Linked DNA regions of Zea mays: region 2 is linked to region 1. A link is a contact called in public Hi-C data. All regions are on one chromosome and are shown on one strand. Each heading gives the region's core, a stretch centred on a gene start, on an enhancer-like site or on the middle of the called end of the contact. The rest is flanking DNA. Distances are from core to core; before and after follow the strand shown.

Region 1 (7,248 bases), core at 2,739-5,238:
ATCGTCCTCATTTTCTTTTCTTTCTAGAGAATGTCAACTATCCTCATCTTGTTTTTTTAGCAATTTTGGCAGTTATATCTCCATTCCTTTTCCTTTTCCTTTCCATTTTGATTTCTAGAGAATCGATTCCATTAGGCGGTTATCCAGCATTAAAACGCATCCCAAGTTTTTAGTTTTATTTAAGACAAATTTGAAATCTCACAAAGTTGTTTATATATTTTTGAGGTGGAGAAAAAAAAAATACTCACTCCATCCTAAAATATAAGTCATTCCAAGATTTTTGGAGAACCAAAAATTTTAAAGTTTAATCAAAAGTATCATTTTTAAAGTTTAATCAAAAATATTGCGAGAATTATAAAGATTTATGAGATATAGTTTAAAAATATATTTAATGGAGAATCTAATGATATATAATTGATATCGTACATGCTATGACTTGTATAAATAAATTTAGTCAAACTTGAAAACACTTCGACTTTCCAAAAAAATTGGAATAACTTATATTTTGAGACGTAGGGGTACAAACTAATAAGTTTGTCATAAATGTCATCTATTGAACGAAGGCATAATTCTTGCAGTTTCCAGGGGTGTTTGGTTTCTATGGACTAAGACCGTCCACAGCGCATTGCCGCGTCGTGCCTCCTTCCCTAGCACTATATACGTGTAGGGGGCCTCTATGCCCGCAATGGTGGCCTCCAAAATGCTCCCCTACACGTTACGGGAGGCCACGCCGCTCCCCCAGATCAAGGGGAGCACTGTAGGGTCCCTTACACAGTGCTTACCTATTTAATAGTTGAAAAATAGTAATAAAAGATAAATATGGTTAGATAATAATATTTTATAGTTGTAGTATGGTATAGGAGGATAATAGAGGGAACCGCTGCGGGAGATGAAAAGTTAGGAAGTAAAATGTTGATGATGTGACGCAAAAAAGTGATATAAGGGGAAAAATTAGGTCGCCGCTGTGGACAGTCTAAACCCCTAAGGGCTAGTTTGGTGAACAGGGATCACAAGAGGATTTATGGGGAAAGAATCCATTGCTATTCAATTTGAATAACAAAGGGATTCCTTCCCATAGATTCCCTCGTCATCTCTGTTCATTAAATCAGTCATATGAAATATCTGGTAAACAGAGTACCAGATGAAAAATATACAGTTACAAAGAAAATAACAGACAATAACATCAGGCAACGTAGTATTGAACCCGCACTGCGATTGAACAAAGCAGGCCAAACAGAACTATGCTCACAAAGTTGTATTACATCATAAATGAATACAGAACTAAAAAACACTAAATACTAGGGCAAATGCTAATCCAAAATTGCACCATCAAAAAACCTTATCTGGCAGGATACAAGGATTCAACCAAAACCTTTGCACCAGGCTGACTTTGCCTTGAATCTTTGATCCAAGATCAAGGAATGAAAAAAATACATAACACAACTTGGGCACTCTTCTATGCTTCGTATTTCCTTTACGTAAGTTTAGAGCACCATCTCATCTCATAAAACAAAAGAACTGCCATCCTCATCCTACACTCCTTGATGCTTATCTACTGCAACATTTATATGGCATTCATTCTTAGCTACGGAGTACAAGAATTGCTGTCTTTAAACAAGCATCTGCCCGTAGGGAGGGAAAAAAAAACTAATCTGTCAGCCAAGCTGCCCAATCGACATTTGAGGCAAGGCTACAACAAATAAATAAAGAACCCCACGGCTAAGCATATCAATTGTCAATAAAGCTATGCAGGGAAAGGAGAAATTGGCGTGCACCACGTGGTATTGCCACAATGTATTATCAGGATGCAACAGCTGTGTGCTGCACCATGTCATGCTGATATATTGTATCTGTTATCCTAGATGGTGGCCAGTATCGGAGCACAGATCTCCCGAGGATGTTCTTAACTGGAAGTGGACCCCTGCAGAAACAACAGAACACATGAGCTATTGCTGTAGAAACTGGGGTTAAAACTGAAACATAAAGCCTCTATTGGTGGTTTAGCATACCAGTTATGTGAATCAAAGCTGTTGTTTCTGTTATCCCCCAGTACAAAGACATAGCCTTCAGGCACAGTCTGGCCAAGCAACAACGATTAATCAGCACGTGTATATAGATTCAGTGGATGAAAGTAGTAAACTTAATATATGAACATAGAACACAGGAATACTTTTGAGGTCACAACCAATTTGTAACAATTCAAAAGTCAAGAATTGATGCCACATAACTATGATGGAGGCGACTTACTTACAGGACTACAAAATAGTGGCTCTTTAGTAGCATGTGGTAAGAAGATTAGTTATTATACCAGCGGATCCATTTCGTAGTCGGCTGGTTCCAACACAAATTCTTCCTCCTGAACTACTCCATTAACAATCAAGTTACCATCACGTACCTATTAAATACAAGGGACACCAGTTGGTTCATATAATCCCCAAAAATAAAAAGTAATGCCAAAATGAAGGAAAACATAGAGGTTACTACCATTGGGATAAAAGCTTACTTCAACGATATCCCCACCCTTAGCCACAACTCTCTTGATAAACACATCACCTGCGCTGTAGCCCAATGCCTACAAAGATTGTTCTTGTTATAATAAGCTCTGATGAACTACATTAGACAATGCACAAACATTGTATCACACCTGAAGGACTGGAGGTGCCCGAAAGATCACAATGTCCAGAATTTCCGGTTCCCGGAAAATGTACGAAATCTACAGTCACGATAGGGGCTACACATTAGATGCCTGTTCACCAATATAAGCAAATGATACAAAATAAATACACATTGGTATTCACATAACAAAAGGAACTGAAATACAGCATACCTTCTCAGCAAGGATCCGATCACCAACATCAAATGTTGGGAACATTGACCTGGATGGGATGGACCTCGGCTCAGCTAGGGATGATTTATAGAGCAGTGGCACGGTCACAGCGGCAAAGACGGTCTTCGCATCATCTGAGCATGAGCTCACCCACCTTGAGAGCCAACCGGTCTTCCTTCCCACCCCTGCACCAACAGGAAGACTAGCACCACTCTTCTTCACCATTCCAGCTGCACCAGAGGCAATGACCCCTCTTCCAATCCCAGCTGAACCTGAGGCGATGCTAGCACTATCAACCAATGCTTGTATGCCGACCTTGGAAGGAGCAGCAACAGCAGGTGACGGCACTGGTACATGACGGGGCGATGGAACGGCTGCGCATGGTGCAGGACGGGGCGATGGAGCGGCTGCGCGTGGTGCAGGACGAGGCGATGGTGCAGCTGTACGCGGTGTAGGTGCAGCCGTTGCACCTGCTGGGCGTCCTGAGCTGCGCGACGTCGTTGCAGCAGCGACTATGTCGCTACAGGGGAGCCACTTGCTCGCCTGCAGGAACGGGAGGAGCGACGCAGGGTTGAGCCCGGTTGATATTGACGGCGACGCAACAAGGGAGGATGCACCAGCAATGCCGCCAGTCGATCCCATCCCAGACGCGAACACCGACAGCAGCCCCACGGCCAGCGACGCTGGGGGGTCATCCACCGGCGGCGGCGCCTTCGCGGAACACGATCGCGGCAGCAACAGTGAGTAGCCATCTCCTCTTGCTGCAACGGCAGGGGACAGAGCCTTGGGCCCGGGCTTCGGGTGGTTCTGATCCTCGGCGTCATGGTGGGGGTCGACGTGGCGGGAGGAGGCGAAGAGGCAGAAAGGGCGGGATAGCGCGTCCTGGAGGAAGCGGCACCCTGGACCGGGCGCGGCGCCAGCGCCCGCAGCCGCGGCGGCGGTGCAGCGCAGGCCGAAGGACGCGGCCAGGTTCTGCGCCAGGTAGCCCGAATAGGATACGGTGATGCGGATGGCCATCGCGGCGGCGCTCCGCGCACGCGCGAAGGCGGAGGGGGGTACCCCTGGGTCCTTGGACCTTACTGAAGATGGCGGCCCATTCCGATCGGGTAGCCGTCGGCGGGAAGGAGCGCGGGGTATCGGAGATCTAGGGTTCCGCGGGTGCGCGGCCGGAGGAGGCTACAGGGATCCTCGGAGTAGGGATATAAGATCGAGCAGCGGGGGTGGTGGTGACCGGCGAGGTGCGACCTCGCCGGTGGCGGCCGCCGAGGTCAACGTCAGAGGCGGCGCGGATGGGGAGGAAGCGGAGAGATGCTAGGTGCAGGCCAGGAAGCCGGGAGGGAAGGGACGACGCGGCTCTTTTATGTCGTTGCAGCGGAGGAGTTCGTGGAGGCCGGCTCCCCTCAGATTTTTTACGGGGTGGTCCAACTAGGTTGGAACGAGAGCGGTGGGCGGTAGGTGGACACCGTCGTATTGGTTGGCATTGCAATGCAAAGTTCTGGGAAGAAGAAAAAAATGAGAGCATACAGCAAGAGAGGAAAAACAGTGACACGTTTGAACTTTGGGTCATTTGGTTTTTTTATTATGGATGATCATCTCTTTTTGCTAGTTTGTTAACCTTATTTTCCTAAGAGATTTCTTTTTTTTCATGAAAAAATAAACTAAATTTCCTTTAGAAAAATCTCTTAGAAAAAAATGAGGTTCTCAAACTATCTCTAAAGAGATAGGACAATGGACAAACCATTCTCACATCTCAGAAAGATCAATGAGGCTGGATGGATGGAAAAGAACATTCTAAGCATGTTATGTTCATCTCACAAGATGGAAATCTCATTGGTTCCTTTTTTTTATTCAAATACAATTAGCCAAGGGTAACACAACAGATGGATGCGATATTGTTAGGTCAATTCACAGCTGCATAAATTGAAAGAGCCTTTGATGGCATGGTCGCTATTCTTTTTTTTTTAATAAGGAACGTTGGCACATTGTGGGCGAGAGAATAGTTAAAGAAGTTCAGAAAGTTATTATATATAAATGGCGGATAGATGCATGGAATGACACAAAATATTGTTCTCGTACTTGAGGTGCTGGCGAATTGCTTGAAGAAGACTCTTCCAGAAGTCATGTCAAATATCCAAAGTGCTTTTTGTTTTGGACGGCTCATCACAGATTCACGGATAATGGTTTTGTGGCTTATGAGGTAGCTGGAGAAGAAAGGCGAGCATAAAGGTGGTGAAGATTTTGTCACAAGTCACCTAAATTGACATATTAGTGTTTATTTTTTTTATTGAATGCTACAAATTCGGTTTCTATGGAAACAAGGAAGATATTGGATGACTATGAGAGAGGCTTTAGAGAAGCTGTTAATTAATAAGGACTAGTTAGTAGTTACGTTCAGTGCTAATTAATGTGTCTGATGAAGTAAAAGGAAGTTGCATGTAGAATATAGGAATCTCATATGCTATTTATAATGAAAAGTATTTGAGCCTACCAGGCTTCGTCGAAAAATTTAAGTTTATATTTGAGGCTGGAAACAGAGTGGTCTCAAAAGCCATCCCTGTCTATGCTATGCATTGCTTTCACCTCATCAAATCACTATGTGATGACATATAACACCAATGATTTTGTGAAATTATTGGACGCAACGATAAAGACACACAAAAAAAATCATTGGTTGGAAATGGAGAAACCGGTGAAGCCAAAAAACAGAGGTGGATTAGGATTTCGTGATTTACACGCTTTTAACATTGTTATGCTAGCAAGAGAAGGATAGAGAATATCCTTTATCTTTGTGTGATCGGGTTTAAATGCAATTCTCTCTCTCTCTCTCCAAAATTCGATGTTCTTCATGCTCACTAAGGATGTGTTTGGTTATGGGACAAATGAGGATGGAATAGAATGGCCCCTGGGTTGGGGGATGGAATGATTCCTCGTATTGTTTGGTCAGAAGGATGAGATGATCCTTGTTTTTTGTTTGGTTAGAGGTATAACTGGGGATGGATTGGTCCTGTCCTTTGTTTGGTTCGAGAACAGAGCACAAAAAAATATTTGCAGCCATTGCCCCCATCTCATGATATGTTACAACTAATATTAAGTCCACAAAACACACATATTATTAATTCCACACAATACATAATAATATGTCCTAGCATTACACATAATATCAAGTTTAAGGCTTCCACAAAATCTGCATGTTCAAGCAAAATCAGATGACGTACTTAGACCACATTTCATTGTTTGATGTGGTTCAAGCAAAAGAACTGTCCAAGCCTATCTACTAACTGCCCTCACAGTCCTGGGTACACATAAATCACAATTCATTGTTCTATGTGGTTCAAGCAAAAGAACCCTCCAAGCCTACCTACTAACTGCCCTCACACTCCTGGGAACTTTTCACTGACGAAATTGCGAGCCCAGATTAACTTGTGGTCGAATGGCAACTTGTTGAAGGCTCTAGCAATGTGAGGGTGCGCCACCAGATAATTGAAATAAAGAGATATGTGGGTTTGCTCAAAACCTGCAAAGTTTAGCAAATTGTCAAAAAATATGTTACAATAGTTTTCAGGTTTTAGGTTACAATAGTTTTTATTGGACAAACAGATCAATAGAAAACAGGTTACAACATTTAAAGTTAAGAACAAAGCACACACACCTGGAAGGTTTATCAAACTGTCAAAAAGATCATCTGGCACATCAGTGTCCCCTGTGGCAACCTTCTCAATAGCACTGGATAAGGTATCCCCGACACTTTTGAATGCAGCAATCAACCCCTCCTCTTCACTATCACGTTTTTTTGCCTTCTTCCTGATCTTGCTTGTAGAAGATGTTGTGGCATTATCATCACAATTGGACATCCTTTTAGTGAAAGCATGTGCCATCACCTCTTCATTATCAACTTCATCATCTTCGCCTAAAGCTGCATTAGAATCCTTTGCAAACTTACCTGTGGCCATGGTGTTTCCAAATATTGTTTGCATCTCAGCAAAGTGTTCAAGAGGCTTATTTAAACAATCAGCATCATTCTTGTGATCCTACATTTGGACAAACAGATCAATAGAAATAATACCAACTACTACAAGCATCAGATTATAGAAAACTAAATAGAAAACTAAATAGCAGATTATAGAAAACTAAATAGCCAACATATTGCAGATTGAACATATATTGTAGAAAACTAAATAGCAGATTATAGAAAACTAAATAGCAGATTATAGAAATATTACCAACTACTACAAGCATCAGATTATAGAAAACTAAATAGCAGATTATAGAAATATTACCAACTACTACAAGCATCAGATTATAGAAAACTAAATAGCAGATTATACACATATTGCAGATTGAACATATATTGTAGGTAGAAGAAATAATACCTTAACATAGCCATTATAGTGCTCTTCATCCATAGTAATAGTAAAACTATC
Region 2 (7,248 bases), core at 1,200-3,699, 390 kb before region 1:
TTCAATAGTATAAGTTAAATCTACTATAAGAATACAATAAATAATTACCTAACATGAAGCCACACATGTGATATTAAATTAACTATAGTCACACTCTAATCACAAGTGTTATTAAATTAATACTAATCACATGAAAGGTAACTCCCGTCGGCCATAAAAAACCGACGAAAATAAACATGTACACACATAATTAAAATTCACAATCCAATGCATTAACATGTACACACATAATTAACTCACGTGGCGGTCGGGGGCGGAGACGGCGCTTGGACACGGCGACGGCGCTCGAGGAGGCAGCGACGACGCTCCGAGAGACCCGGCGGCGATGTGGGCGGTGTGGGGCACGGCGGAGACGAGCGAGGGCGGGCACGGCCGCGACGGACGGGCGCGCGCGCGGCGGGGACGGGCGGCCGGGCTCGCGGCGGCGCTGACGGGCGCGCGGCGGTGGGGCGGCTGGGCGCTCGGCGCCGCGAGAGGATGGGTGGCGGACGGGCGACACCGGGGCGCCCGGGTGCGCGGCGTCGGGCGAGGGGCGGCGACGGGCGGCGAGGACGGGCGGCGCTCCGAGAACGGCGCGCCGAGGACGGGCGGCGAGGACGGGTGCGCGGCGGTGGGGCGAGGGCGGCGCTCCGGCGGGGATGGGCGGCGGCACGGCGGCGGTTGGAGGCGGCGGCGAGGAGAGAAGGGCAGCGGCGGCGCTAAGACAGAGAGCGGAGAAATGAGCCCGCGCGGGCGAATCCCGCGCTCATAAAAGCCTAATCCCCGTCGGCCTGCGCTCTGGCCGACGGGAGTTAAGTTATCCCCGTCGGCCTATTTTCTGGCTGACGGGAGTTAAGTTAACTCCCGTCGGCCTACTCTCTGGCCGACGGGCGTTATGTTATTCTCGTCGGCTTCAGTGTAGCCGACGGGAGTTACGTTATCCCCGTCGGCTTTTTCCCTGGCCGACAGGAATTATACTGGCCGACGGGAATCATTAGGATTCATGTAGTGTCTCCCAACAATATACTGTTTTTTTCTTTTCTTTAAAAAAGATCTCCGAGCGATGCCTTTTTCGATGAGCATATATATAAAACTTATAAGACGTGCTAATGCATGATGGCAACGTGACTGTAATCCTTGCGAAACCTCACGTGGTCAATTAAAAGACTACCACCAGCACCACCACAGCACTAATAGATAAGAATAACAGCCCTCTATGCCGTCGGTAAATAATACTACTAACACACATGGCACATGCGCGTCGTTCCCTCTGCTGTCAGTCACGTCGTATACCACGCCTAACACGTTGCTTGTCTGCTCGCATAAAAAAGTCGGATTTGGATTAGCAGGTCGCCACATGCGTTGGACAAAGCAAAGTGACGGTTTATCTGTTCGGCCGGCGGCCGAGCTGCGTCGCCGCTCCACCCTGGTTTGATTGGCTGCGAAGAGCAGAGTCCGCCCTTGGTCCGTCCGCCCCCTGCAAATCTTCTATTTTGGCGGCCAGTCCGGTTTCACCCCGGCCGGGTCCTCGGTTCGGTCTTCGGTGCACGGCTCGCCGGCGCCGGCGTCACTCAGCGTCCGCGCAATTCGCGGCTGAGCGGGGCAACTCGGCAAGTGACACGTCCCGGCGTCGGCCGGCCCCGTCTCCCTGCCCCAGTGGCCGGGGGTGCGTGTGCGTCTGCGTGCCCGGCCGGCCGTTCCACTCCGTCGCCCCCCACGTGTTCCTTGCGCCTCTCGCCGTCTCGACGAGGACGTACGCACGCAAGTACACGGACCTAATCGAGTTATTAGTACAGCGGTGCGAGAGGGCGGCCGGCGGCCTAATCGCCTGCCTGCCTGCAGCCGTGTTTGGTCGTTGGGAGCTAGCTCTGGCTGGTGGTCACTTCTCAGTACGACAGTACCCACTATGGCACTATGCTCGTTAGTGGCGTGGCGGCCGCAACAGCAACAGCCGTGCGTTTCCGCCGGCTGGTTGCGCGCGGAGAGAAATGACATGGCGTCACGCTGGTTCTCATCACAGGTGGTGGTCGCGGCACCGGGTGGCCTGGCGCTCGGTGCCCCCACGAGGCCCCGGTGGCAAATCTCAACGGGAATCTCGTGGTGGTTGGCGCGGTTGGCTTGATCCAGTTTTTAATGGAGAAAGCGCCTGCCTACCCGGCTTGGCTTCGCTTGTCTAGTCTAGCTAGCTATAAGCGCGACCGGTGGCAGGAAATGGTTTGGGTTAGTTCAAGGGTAGTACCACCGTACCAGCTACCGCTGATCGTAAAGCACAGTCCGTCCTTGCTCTTTTTCTCCGTTCTTGGCAGCTAAAGTTTTGCTTCTTTTTCAAGACAGACGAGAACGCGCTCTCTTTCTCTCGAATCTCTCGCACGGGGAAAAAACTCTGGAAAGCAACTAACTGATAACCGTCATAACCGCAAACTTGGCCCAAGTAAGTATGTTCTTTCATTCCGCTTCGGCCCAACAAGCCTGGACCAGACTAGCAACTTGCAAGGCAGCCATTTCATTTTGGGTAACATACCGTCACACCTGCGGCTGCGGATAGCGGGTGTGGGTAACATATTGTTTCCATCGTGTGTGATGGGTGTGGATTTAATATTTACCTCATGGGTACGAGAATGCAAACCTTGAATCGGCTTTATACATATTGCCATCCCTGCTACTTAGGGCTCGACGACTACGTCAGCAATTAGTTTCAAGGAAGGTTCTCCGCCTAGGGGTGGTAATGAGTTCTAAATTTTACACTACAAAATTTATAGATCGAATCGAATTAAGATCGAGCCATGTTTCTATTCATTTTTGAACTAAAATTATTTAAGAGCTCTAATTTTTTATGAAGTGGCATTTGGATCGTGATTCATTACCACCCCTATCTTTGCCTGACGATTTCAGAGTGGGCATTCTAGATGAGCTCTGCCAAGTGCAAGGAGGAAACTAAACAATGGAGTGGGCTTTGTAGTGGACTTGATTTGATTGAGAAACCACACACCGATCAACCTAAGCTAGATAGCATATTGGCTCACAGTGTCGAGCGTGAGTCCAACCAATCCCTAGGATATCACCGCGCAATTGATGTCAAAGTCTTTTTCCATTCCCGTTGTTGTAAGAAACTTGTGACTGAACATTTCTAACACGAAGGCCATCATATATTGATGGACGTAGGGATAAGAAAGATAAATTGTCCATGCCTCTTGAGTGTTTCGAGTATCTGAGCCATTGAAGATACATACATCAACCTATGACCAAACGAGACATGTCGTGATGACGAACTCATGAAAGTAACATAGATCTTTAATCTCAATCCCCGTTTGACAATTGACGTGTATTATTACACGGCCCCAAAAAAATCAATAACGATTACATAAGTATGCTCATTACACAACATCAACAACAACAACAACAACACGCTACAACTATAACCCTAATGTCCTATCTGTCGGCAGAATCAGGACCATTAGTTTTACCTACAGCTACACCCTAATAAACATGTTACATGGAAAATACAATCATTTCCTCAGAAATCAAACAGTACAACAGACCTCACAGGGCTCCTCCATTTAGCAGCATTTCCCTATGATCATATAGTGGTAATCTTTTTACATGGAAAATATTTTTTACGAGACCCAAAAATTGTCAGCTATGAGTAACAGCGCAAGGGTTATGTGGCTTTTGGCCCAGATGTTGTGATAGCTGCCATGTTGTTATTCAATGTGAAATCAAATTTATTGCTTCCTTCCCGTTAGGCTTTGGCAAAGGACTAGGCCGATGGTATGCGACTGAAAAATGCATAATTTTCGGTGTATGTGCTGCAGAGCCAGAATTGGAAGCCGAACTCAAAGGTGGAGGTGACAAGCTATTGGTTCCCAAGTTGGGTAGAGGTGTCATCAATCGATAAGTCAATGACCCTGACGACCGAGCACTGCTTGTTTCACTATCAGAATGAAGAATAGCAGGGGTTAAAAAACTCAAATAACGTGAACCTTTCATCACCAGATATACAGATCAACCAAAAAAATAAACAGAGCAAGGCAATACATGTACTCACCCATTTGCATGTTTCCCTCTCTTACATGAATCATTTTTCCAGGGTACTTTATCTCTTGCAGCGCTGCGCACAGTATCCTGACACCAACAAGCCATACACATGCATAAACCCTTAAGTTGAAACTTTAGATATTGCATGCCATGTGAGACGGAGAACGGGTTTAGGGTTACTGGAGATCACATGCTTACTGGAGATTTAATTCCCAAAATTGAATTACGCGGGCTGTAGTGATTCGAAGTTCGTATAAATGGGTGTTCGAGCAACTTGGTTGCTGTTGGTCGCTCAGTAGGGTTTCTCTTTAAGCAGCATCTCAGAAAATCCTTCCCTTCAGGGGACATATTATCTGGAATTGGTGGGTCCGTGTGCAAAACCTTAAACATTGCAGCAGGCTGTAGCACCACAAAATATAGTTCATGGTTAGAGTCCAAAGAAAAAAAAATCAAAAAAGTAAGACACTGTGTATGCACAAATCCCAACACACATCGCCTTGCGGCCTTGCCTTAAAAAAGGATCCAGAGACAACATTTTTTCACTCCACTTATCACAGACCGCACTCCACAATGGAAACATTAATTATCTCATATGACTGTTAGACAGGTGATCACGTATGCACAAATCAAGATCAATATTTGTTTCTTAATCAAAACTTGATTAGGCCAAGGTGCTATGTAAGACATGTTATCATCATTTATCAGATGAAGCAGGTAAAGAAAGATGTGCAACTCTGATTACTTACATCTAACCCAAATCACAGGGAAGCCTCCACAAACAACTTACCCCTTCAAGACCACTCCAAGGTGGCTTTCCTGTAAACATCTCAATGATTGTGCAACCAAGGCTCCAAATATCAACAGCAAGATCATAACCTGCACGTTTATCAAGTGTAGCCCGAACAACCTGCAACATAAAACTGTTGTGACTGCGCCATGCTAAGACCTGTAATATTACAACGCATCACAGTATCTAGTACTCCCTCCGTCCCAAATTAAAATTCGTTTTAGTTAATTAATGGGTTCATACACTACCTGATGTATGTGTTTTATGTGTCTAGGTTCATCTTCATCCATTTGAATATAGACATAAAAATCAAGAGCTAAAACGACTACTATTTTGGGATGTAGTATAACTCTAGGAAAACAGATATCAAGCTCCACATATCATCACAAGTATATCCTACTTTGGCGACATTGAATGGTGATTTTGAGAGTAAATTGATTCTCTAACTCAAGAAAATTAATAGCACTAAGATACAAGTTTCACTAAATACAACCGTTCCGTTAAGCATGAAGAACATCTGTGTAATCACCTCAGTTTATGCAGATGTCTAAAGAGTCCAAAAAAATGATCGTGACAATTGTAGAGCCGGAAGCAGTGCGTTTGCGCGTTGCTGCTGGCTGTTGTGTCAATGTCAGAGCTGCTGCGGGCTGTGGCCCCCATGTAATCAAGAGGGAATGGAGTCAAAGGATGAGAAACTCCTCCAGAGACATAAATTTTTCCATGGTTATTAGCTAAGCAATCAAAGCCCACTTGAATAACTTTATTAGGTTGTCTTCATTAAATCGTGTATATGGCCGTGCAAAATAATATTTTATACTGTAGACAACACTGTTTATAGAATAAAGTTTGAAATAAGAGGTGGGATAGGGGATAGATAGGAAAGGTGCTGGAAACGGCCTTAATCAAACTTCGCCATACAAATAAAAGAGGGGGGCTCTTCAGTCAGGTCAACAGCTGGCAGCACTTGCCGCAGCACAAAACTTTTGTCTGACTGTTTCTACAGAAATAGGTTCTGTCATACAAGCAACTTTGGTCTAAAAGTGGGCCAATTTCCTGGTCCATTTTCTACAAAGGAAAATTAAACTCATGAAACTCCAGTAGAAAATGACATAATGAAGCCATAAACTTGGAGCTGCAAGAGCATTCGGATGACAGCTACAACTAATTGCTTACAATTCACGATAGTACTAATATCGCTAACATCTGAAACTTAACTAGCAGAAGGGTGAAGGCTATCTGGTTGGAGTTTTGAGGCAGCGAGTGGGTTTTTATACTTGGATCCAGCCTCTGTTCTTGGCCTGTTTTGCTCTTTTTTCTCTACCTTAATACAATGACACAGCTCTCCTGCATGATTCAAGAAGGAGCAGGAGCATGGCCGAAAACTGTATTTCAGTCTTTCACTGATATATGCATGAACTGAATTCTAGAATGCTAAGTGTAAGTTTTGAATAATTTTGTTTCCTTGTCATCTGGAACCACAATGCATTGAACTTAAAGCACAGTATAGAAAAGAAGGCACAGTATGCCTTGGATTTTCTTCATTCCAATTGACAGCAGAGAGTAGAAAGGATGGAGCCCTATGATACACAGCTGGGGCTCATGGCCTCTGGGGCCTTCTCTGGGGTGTGTACATGCCTTATGGTTGTCTCCTTTATCTTTGTATCCAAATATCCAATGCTCTAGATGGTAGACTGGTTTCAAGTGTGTAGCATGTGCGTGTTACTGTTTTTGTACATTTTGTTAGTTGTTACTATTTGTTTTTAATGAAATGAGTGCAGCTCTCCTGTGTTGATGGAAAAGACATTGGATTCTGTAAAAGGAGGTCCCCGTTCACTACATGATTAACACGTTCTTTTTGGAGGCAACAACAAGAAGGCATTGGAATCCCTAAAAAAAGAAGGTCTTTGTCCACTGCTGGATTAAGATATCCTTTTTTGGGCAACGCTTTGTATTCTGAATAATGCATACAAAAGTGATTATGTATTTACATCACATTGGAATAATCAGACTCATTACAGTCGGAACAGATGAAATTAACATGAAGAATAGCCAGTTCGCACCTCAGGAGCCATCCAGTATGGTGTTCCCTTCAATGAAAGATTAGGAGCAGCAGCACTCAACTGAAAATGGAAGAAAATGTGCAATAAAGATCAACTACAAAGAAAACGATGAGGATTACCAGCAATATATCTCAACAGGAAAAAAATGAATGTTATATTGATCTGCAGCATTCAGTTACAGATTTTAAAAGAGGCATAGACATGCAATTGTATGAATTAGGTAGAATTATTGGGTTGAGCTACAAAAAATTCATAGTTTCATACTACCTCCCAGTGTTTAATATAGAAGCGGCTATGTACAAATGTATATATACATGGTAGAGTTGTTGTATGGGAACATATCAAATGCAAACCATGTTTTGGTTCAAACCTCGTGCAAACCTACTA

What was found. Hi-C and Micro-C count contacts between places; a contact is called where the count stands out from the background.
Region 2: a contact with region 1 is called in a Hi-C map of leaf, with 4 times the contacts expected there. The contact joins the enhancer-like site here to the promoter of LOC100502377 in region 1. A contact is called at or near these places in 2 of 25 Hi-C or Micro-C datasets (leaf and tassel).

Annotation. Positions count from the first base shown.
Region 1 is chr5:6,364,956-6,372,203 of Zm-B73-REFERENCE-NAM-5.0, reverse strand. LOC100502377 reads right to left here and starts at 3,988. Exons shown (of 6, transcript NM_001366998.1): 1 at 2,828-3,988; 2 at 2,645-2,713; 3 at 2,504-2,572; 4 at 2,309-2,395; 5 at 2,010-2,077; 6 at 1,210-1,921. The coding sequence starts at 3,844. The coding sequence ends at 1,801.
Region 2 is chr5:6,753,227-6,760,474 of Zm-B73-REFERENCE-NAM-5.0, reverse strand. It overlaps LOC103625860 (mitogen-activated protein kinase kinase kinase 5), which reads right to left. Exons shown (of 11, transcript XM_008646257.3): 7 at 6,862-6,921; 8 at 4,802-4,921; 9 at 4,213-4,413; 10 at 4,025-4,101; 11 at 3,250-3,910. The coding sequence ends at 3,685. Among protein-coding and RNA genes, the nearest start is that of LOC103625861, 11 kb to the left of the region's middle. Within about 2 kb of position 2,449, at least 20 of the 20 cell types and tissues checked have an H3K27ac peak or open chromatin away from gene starts, as enhancers often do. A contact at or near this core is called in leaf and tassel, where this site is marked.